2 separate regions of the Hordeum vulgare genome follow, and region 1 is linked to region 2. Evidence: chromatin contacts called from public Hi-C data. All regions are on one chromosome and are shown on one strand. The core of a region is the stretch at or near the end of the contact, and the rest is flanking DNA. Distances in the headings are between cores, read along the strand shown.

What was found. A called contact is a pair of places that touch in the nucleus more often than the background predicts.
Region 1: a contact with region 2 is called in a Hi-C map of leaf, with 6 times the contacts expected there. The contact joins two enhancer-like sites. A contact is called at or near these places in 2 of 6 Hi-C or Micro-C datasets (leaf and seedling).

The regions. Positions count from the first base shown.
Region 1 is chr2H:452,450,337-452,454,654 of MorexV3_pseudomolecules_assembly, forward strand. No RefSeq gene overlaps it. Among protein-coding and RNA genes, the nearest start is that of LOC123430237, 200 kb to the right of the region's middle. Within about 2 kb of position 1,400, at least 1 of the 3 cell types and tissues checked has open chromatin away from gene starts, as enhancers often do. A contact at or near this core is called in leaf, where this site is marked.
Region 2 is chr2H:451,758,935-451,763,188 of MorexV3_pseudomolecules_assembly, forward strand. No RefSeq gene overlaps it. Among protein-coding and RNA genes, the nearest start is that of LOC123426606, 16 kb to the left of the region's middle. Within about 2 kb of position 2,972, at least 2 of the 3 cell types and tissues checked have open chromatin away from gene starts, as enhancers often do. A contact at or near this core is called in leaf, where this site is marked.

The DNA of each region.
Region 1 (4,318 bases), core at 150-2,649, 690 kb after region 2:
TGGCAAAACAATCACCAAAATGAGCAAATTGAAACTTGCCAACGTATCGGGCCTCAACAAATAAGGCATATTACAAAGTATATATTATTACTCCACCAACTCGTTATATCTTTCCATGTGAACCATAATAAGGACTAGCCAACACACACTCTCCTGCATGGCTAGTTTGTCGTCATCAATCACAATATCATCAAATGCTTCATCGTTTATATCATGCTGGTAAAAAAGTCATCGATGTCGGCCGTGGCGGCGGCGCTACCGCCGCCACTTGTTGCATAATGCACATACGAGGGGATGTCATCTTCATAGGGTCCAGGGATAAGCAAGAGCTCGCACCACATATCCCACGTCGCGGGGGGGGCGCAAACACACGACCATCAAACAGTCGGGAAACCGAGGAACTCAATGGCGATGGGGGTTGCCACACATGGTAGGTAACCCTAGCCTCCGCATAGGGGTGCTTATAAGTCTTGCTACCCCATCCTATTAGCAAACACCTATTAGTGAGGGGAAGTAAGGCCACCCATGGGAGATGTTTACATTTGGGCGTGTTGTTCGTTGCACCATACTAGAAAGAAACAAATAATTAAAAATGTCCGACCATTAGCGCATATTTATAAATAATTATCTAGAGAGACTCCCTATATGATGCTCTCTACATCAAGATGTTGGCCTTTTACATATGGCGATGCTGATGAGCCATCCCATCAGTTAGGTACTGAGGAAAATCGTTTTACCGTAGCAAGAGATAGCATTGTGGCTATGACACTGTAGCAATTGAATTGTTTTCTTGGGTTTCCCTCAATCAATTTATATTAGCAATGAGAACCTGTTTTGAATTTTTGAAATATTTTATATATTACAAACAATTTTGAAATTTCTTTTTTTCAAAATCCATACCTTTTTAAACTTTTCAAAATAACAAAATATTTATAAAATGCAAACAATTTCCTATTGTACAGATTATCTTAATTGATTTTTATATTTATTAGCACATTTTAAATATTGCAAAAAATATTTGATCATCAAACGTTTTCTTACTTTTGAAATAATAATTGAACCACACAAGGAACTTTAAAATTCCAAAGGCTTTTGAAAATGAGAACATTTTTTGAAATTTATGAACAAAAATTAAAAATTCGAACAAATATTGGAATTTCAATTTTGTTTTTGTTTGTTATGAACATTTTTTGAAAGTTAAACGTGACAAAGAAAAAAAAAAGAAAAGAAAAAAAGGAATGGAATATAAAACATAAGATTAGAAAATGTTTTTAAAACCAATAGAAAACCATTTTTTAGGAATAGTAGAAAACAAAGCAACGAAACAGAAGTAACGCTCTCCTATGTTGGCTAAAATGGGCCAAACTACTGCCCTCGCTTCCTATGCTCAATATGGCACTACGGTTATGATTCCGCTCGTACTTGATTTCTAATAGGATTCGCCTATGTACGACAGTAGTAGGCTGTTCCATTTCTGTGCGTCTATTCCCTCGGCTCGTAGCAATATCGGTTGGTCCGGTTTATTAAATAATTTATTTTCATTATCTTCATTGGTTTTCTTTAATTTATCATTACTTTATTTTGTTTTTATTTTATTTATTTATTGTTGGATTTTTGGTTTTTCTTTATTGTTTTTCTCTGGATGTTTTTTGCTTTCCCTTTGTTTCTATCGTGCTTTTTATAGATATTTTTGTTCTGCTCTTTTACTTTCTTTCGATACATGTCTACATTTACCAAATGTATCGTGTATTTTTTATATACATTAGAACCTATTTTGTACACTCTTTTACTATTTCTAAATACATGATTAATATCTTAACATATATTTTGATGTCTATTTCTATTCATACATGTTGTATATTCTTGTATACATATTATATTTTTTCTGATAATTGTCTCACATTTTCGAATACATATTTTAACATTTTTACAAAAATATACTCCAATTTTTTTTTCCTGTACATGTTATACAATTTTTAACTAGACATTAGATCATTTTCAATGACTTTTCTGAATTACGCAAACTTTTTTTCAAAATTGTACAAAGGTTTCTTTGAAAATGCCCCTAATACATTTTAAAAACAATTAGTTCGGTCCTCTCAAAAGTACAACGTCGATTCCTTCTCGGTCGCATTCTCTAAAAAAAATATCGCATTCTTTTTCAGTTTTAAAGAAATAAGCAAATCATCATTTTTGAAAGAAAAGTTCATCAATTTTAAAAAAGGCTCATCAAATTTGGAAAAGTTCCTTGATTTTGAAAAAAAAATCGTTAGTTTTGAAAAGTTCATAGATTTTGAGTTTATATTTTAATTTTTTTGGAAAGAAGTTCATCATTTTTGTTGTAACGGATGCTTGAGGTACTGAATAGGATTTGCCAGCGCGGCTATTTCTAACATCGAGTCCAACTGTCACGTCGCCCAGCAACACGGCTACTGGTCGTGCGTCCCTAAAAAAAAGAGCGAGCAATGCACTTGGTTAAATATGAAAAAAACAAGAACATTTGCAGGCAAATGCATAATTTTTATTTCTATTTTCTTCTGTTTCATTACTTTACATTTTTTCTTTTACTTTTTCTCTAGTCCTTTGATAGAACACGCATGTTTTCAAAAATGGTAATCCGTTTATGTTAAAAAATGTGTGTGGATTCATAAATGGTCATGTGTATTTAAAAAAATATTCTTACATGTGTACTTATCCATTGTCAACTATTAGAAATGTTCTTTAGGTATTAAAAACTGTTTATTGTTGAAAAAATCTAAGAAGAAGCGCCGCACCATAGCTCTCTCATGCAGTGGCTCGCACAGCTTCATGTGCATGCAAGAATCTATTACCTCATGCTTACATCATCGTATTAAATGCTTTTTTGAATTGTTGAATTTTAAAAATGATTTATCTTACAAATTAAAATTTTGATCGGAGATTCACTTTCACCTTTAGGTTCGTCTCAAAGAGACATTCAAAATAAAATCCCATGTCGATATGTTTCGTTGATTTTTTTTCATCTTTCGTAGTTGCCATATTTATATCATCATAGTTTTCATCTTACATGTGTATAGTTGTCATAAAATTATACATAGTAAATCGGAACAATAATATTATACTTTCTAAGCATTGCAATGTTATGTGAAGCTAAAAAGTGGGTATGAAAGCATTAACAATAAGCAAGTAAATGCATGAGCCAGCACAAGTACAATGAATCAAGTTTTTAGTGAGGTATATCGACATACATAAACATGATAACCAAATTAATTTAATGTAATAACTATGTGACAAATAATGTGACAAGTAAGTGATAGTAATCTGGAAAGCAACGACGAAAATAAAAGTTAACAAAATATATCGACATGAGATCTAGTTTTGAAGATCTCGTCGTGAAAAAGTTAATGATGAATGCGGATCATTAATTGAGCTAACGGTTTGAAAGATAAAGCTTTTTTAAATACAAAATCAAAAGAATATTTAATAATGTCATACTCGTGTAATGTTGTATGCATGCAAGGAATGGATGGAAGAGAGCCGCCGCACCGAAAGACTAATATGCTGTGCCGCTCACTAGTGAAGTCCTTTATTGCTTACTAGAAAGGTCATCTTGTTTGAAATAAATTCGCCACTTACTGTATAATCACATCCTATTTAAAATGTGAAGGTATTTAAAAATTCTTAAACATATTGGAAAAAGTAAATTATTTACTTATAAAAATGTTCAACATCTAATGAATTTTTACCATGCAATTTAAAAATGTTGACCATGTTTTCGAATTATGTTTGACATATATTTGGAAAATTTGTACAGAGAATTTGAAAAATATTTAACGCGTATATAAAACACAATCAACATCTATTCACAATAATTTTTAAAGTGAATTTAAAAAATAAACACTTGTTTGTTGATTATTTTAATAAAAATAATCGCATATTTTAAAATGTCTACTGTCTCTTGAACACATGTTCGTCATGTATTGGAAATTATTCATCCTGAATTTTAAAATATAATATGTGATATAATTTTAGAAAATCTCATCTTTCTAAAATAAACAATGAACACTTTTGAAGTGGACGATGAATACTTTTGAAGAAAAGATGAACAATTTTCAAGTAATCGACAGATGTGCAAAGGAATACATTGATATTTCTAAAAATAGTAATTTTTTTGGAAAACTAACTTAAAAACTTTCTTAGTATATGATGAACAATACATATGCAACTTTTTTGAATACACAATAAACAATTTTAAAATATGCATCAGATATTTCTTCACAATATGAGTATTTTTTAAAATAAACATCAAACTTTTTAAAAAATCATAATGGCCATGTTT
Region 2 (4,254 bases), core at 1,722-4,221:
GGAAAAAGTGTTTCGTGATCTTCTTTATGGTTTCTGAAATATATGTGAATTTATGTCCATGTTATGCACTACAAACTTGCGACGAAATCATCAGTGAGTATAACGTACAAGTTGGGTCAATTCAACATGAGTGTTATTCTAACATCATGCCCTTAATGTCGTCAGCATCCTTGTTATAGCTGAACTCATGTCCATGATTGAAAAAACAAATCCATCTATGTAACATTTGAGCTACTTCCTCCGTTCCTAAATATAAGTCTTTTTAGAGCTTTCATTAATGGACTACATATGGATGTATATAGACATACTTTAGAGTATAGATTCATTCATTTTGCTTTGTATGTAGACACCTTGTGAAATATCTTAAAAGACTTATATTTAGATACGGAGGGAGTAGTTCGGATAGAAATCTATTACCATTTATTATTCTACATGTACGGATGAATTTTTCTCAGAGCTCTTGGTTATTCCAGACTTAAGAATCATAACAGTTATAGCATAGAACGTAAACATTTAATTGTAAACTTAAAATAAATAATAAAGTTATTATTGTCTATAAAATATATTTTTAATATAAACGTCTGCGTTTGTATTGTGTTAAAAAAATATTACCCCGCCGAGCACCTAGACACCAAATGAAAATCTGAAGAGACGAAAAAGATACGACAAGCAAACTACCCTAAAGATGCGCATACGAAGGAAAGAGATAGACATGCGTTTAACAACTTGAGAGAAGATATGAGATGTGGCGAGCTGCCGCGTTTGACGTGGGATGGCATCGATCCCGGCGTATTGGGCGGCGGGCGACCAGATCAGGCTCGCTGATGCTTGCCAATATGGATTAGATCATAGAAAGATAAAGATAATGCCTGATGCGATGCGGCGTGTTTGGTTAGGACAAAAGCCCTCTCGCGTGCTCAATCTTCAGATTCAGATTCCTCTAGGTTGGAACCCGTACCAGACCGTCCGGCTAGCACAGGCGCACACGGTCCACTTGCCGCATGAGCCGTGGATCCGCTATGTGTGTGTCTCTCTGTCAAGCATCAACCAATCCAAAATTATTAGCACAAAAAAAACCTAGTCGAAAATTATTCCCTAGGTGTAGAATTACTACAGTCCTAACCAGCGCAAAGTTGGAGTAGAATGTGATGAGCCAAAAGCATAAGGTATTCAGGGGAAGTTCAGGGATACTATTTTCTTCTAGAATACCATTAGCTGCCAGCCATCAATGACAGAGACTTGCAGATTCGCGCCTATGTAACCTGATTAGGGAGCAATTCGCCTTAACACACTACACGTCATTTAACAAATCCTCCAGCTAGTTGACCTAATTAGCTGATCATAAACTATACTGTCACAAATTATTGATCAACCAAGTGACCTGAAAGTCATACCTACGTATGTGGGGTGGGGCTTGAAAGCCATTAACAACTCAGGTCATCAGCTAATCATCGCTCTTGGCGTCTTCTAGTAGTACTCCCTCCGTTCCTAAATATAAGTCTTTTTAGAGGTTTCACTAGTGGACTACATATGGATGTATATAGACATACTTTAGAGTGTAGATTCACTCATTTTGCTCCGTATGTAGACACTTAGTGAAATATCTTAAAAGACTTGTATTTAGGAACAGAGGGAGTATCAACAAAATTTCAAGCATTTAATGAAATCCTTTACGACAAGGCCAGTAGATGCTATATCTGCGCCTTGGCGTTGTAGAAACTAGACGATGCCCCGCGCGTTGCTGCGGAAAACTTGTTAAAAAATACATGGATAAATGTTAAAAAACTAATGTTAATGCAGAAACCATTATAAAAATATCTTGCTTAATTATCTAAAAAAATCATGCATGAGGATATGTTTTGCATTAAGAGATTAATGAAAAAAAAAACTTTTAACTACATGCATGATTTGATGATGTGGCATTGTTGTATGGAAAGGAAAATTATGTAGTGGGTTCTAGCTATTTAAGAATAGAAGATTTGCAAAAGCTCAAACCATCCTTGTACTTGTACTGCAAAATAATTATTTTCTTTGAAGCTGTCAGCTTCAGCATAGCTCAGCAGAATTTCTTAAGAAACAACAAGGATAGATGGTTGGAATTGGCATCTATGCCCAATTAGTTAACTAAATGTGGTTTGTTAATATACCGATGATAATAAATCAGATAGAGAATCGGCCGCACAAAGGCAGAAGATATTTGTCAATACTACGTAGTACTTGTGTTGAATGAATCCGGATGTTTCAGTACCAATACTGTGTGCTCTACATCTAGACGGCAAATCTACGACGAAATCCATAACTCATTTATCATCACACGACTGCTTGGACGACTACAATGAGCCATCGTCACAAGTAGGAGAATGGCCGATGCCGCGGTAGTACCAATGGAGATCAGCTCAATGATTATCTCCATAGGAGTGGGCATGACAATGGCTGTGTGCATGATAATACTGCAGTAGCCGTGGGTCATCCTCCATTTCGGAAATTTTTACGCAAAACAGCTTCGTTACAGTAGTCGCATTGGATGCATAGTCCAGCTAGTTAACTAACTGTGCTCGGTGGGAGATGCTATTCCTGATAGCACGGAGCAGTTCCTGAGATTGTGCTGCAAAGTTGCTGAACGTAATACGCATACGCCAGCATCGATCTCGCTGGCGCGTGATCAACGCGCGCATTCGATCATATAGCCCGGTAGATCGCGTTCCTCCGTCCATCTACGCGCAATTCTAGACATCATCTATCTCTCCGGCACACCTTCTGAGAAGACGAGACAAAGCAGGCATTGACCACTCAGGGTCAGGGCAAGGAGGCGACGGGGACGTGGTAGCGTGGCGTCGCATTTTTAACGAGAGCGACGTGCCGTCGCTCTCCGGCTCCGTAATCCATCTACGCACTCGGCCGGGATTCTGCTGCACCGATCAATGGCGAAACCCTGTGCGCGGCTGTCCGACTTGCCAAAGGTCAGAGCAAACTAAACCGCCTCGCCGGAACAGCCGGGGCATGCTCGAGGTAGTATAGTACTAGTACTAGGAAGAAGACAGCCGTAGCACTAGCAACGTCAGGTATCGGAGAGGGATTGGGCACAAAAGATTTTGGATTCGTGGTCACTGGGAGAGCAGCGCCCGTCCGTACGTCTGCCTCGTGGTGTCACAAAAAGATTCAGGACCTGCGAATCCGGAAGACGGGTGCCGCGCGTCAGTACACGCTGCTTGCACGGTGTTCACATGAATCGGAGCTGCTGTTCTCTGATTCAAACAGTCAGGGAATTCACATGTTCAGTCTGAATGTAAAAAAAAATGGATTCAGAAAACTTGCCATGCAAATCGTTTCGTTCGGTCGGGTCGGGTCTTGGCTTCTTCGCGACTTGCTGCTGGTTAAAGGTATGATGCCCAACCAATGTCATTGCAGAGATCGATTACCGCAAAATCTGAACGAAATGTGATGTTAATGATCAATACTACGTACATTATTGATCTGACGAGATATTTTTGTGGCTGCAAAGATCCAAGTGGACGGGTGGTGGTAGTATGACAAATTTTGCATTCTTTTCATCAGATCTCCTACTACACTTCACTTGCCCACTGGTGCACTGAAAGGTTGCCTAATTTTAGGGGCCGTTATACCTTGTCATGTCATACTAGCTAGCTGGAGGGCCAGGGCCAAATGTGCGTATCTGCATTCGCTCAGGCTAACCGGAAACAGCATATACGGTAATTAGAAAACTCGGAGAGCAGCCTAGTAGTGACGGCCGACTCAGATAGTCACACTAGCTTAGTTTAAGCAGTACGTATTTCATGCGATTATGTGTGTGTGTGTGTCCCGCATCAAACTAATCTACAGTATCATCCAACCACCTCAGTAGCATATGCATAGTTGCTTTAAAGATGGGTTATTAGTTATTACAATATCTTCAAGTTAGTTAAGCCGGTTGAAGTAGGATGTCCTGCCATACTTCAACACTTTAGGGTGTGGTAACTGGTAAATCCTGATTTTCTTCTCCTTTGTGTACAAACTACAGGCTGAGTTATCAATCCGGAGAACTGTGGAATAGCGCGGTGTGAAATGCAGATATTGGCCGATGCTCGAATTGTGACAGTGTGAGGTGGGAAATCATGGGATTTCTCCTTTGTGGAGAAGTTGTCCGAGGGTTGCCTGTCACTGTTAATCCCTCTGAATTCCCGGTGTCATGCATTTCTGAAGTAGTCGAGCTCAGCACAGCAACGTTCAGAGTTTTTTTTTTATGCCGATAGCAAC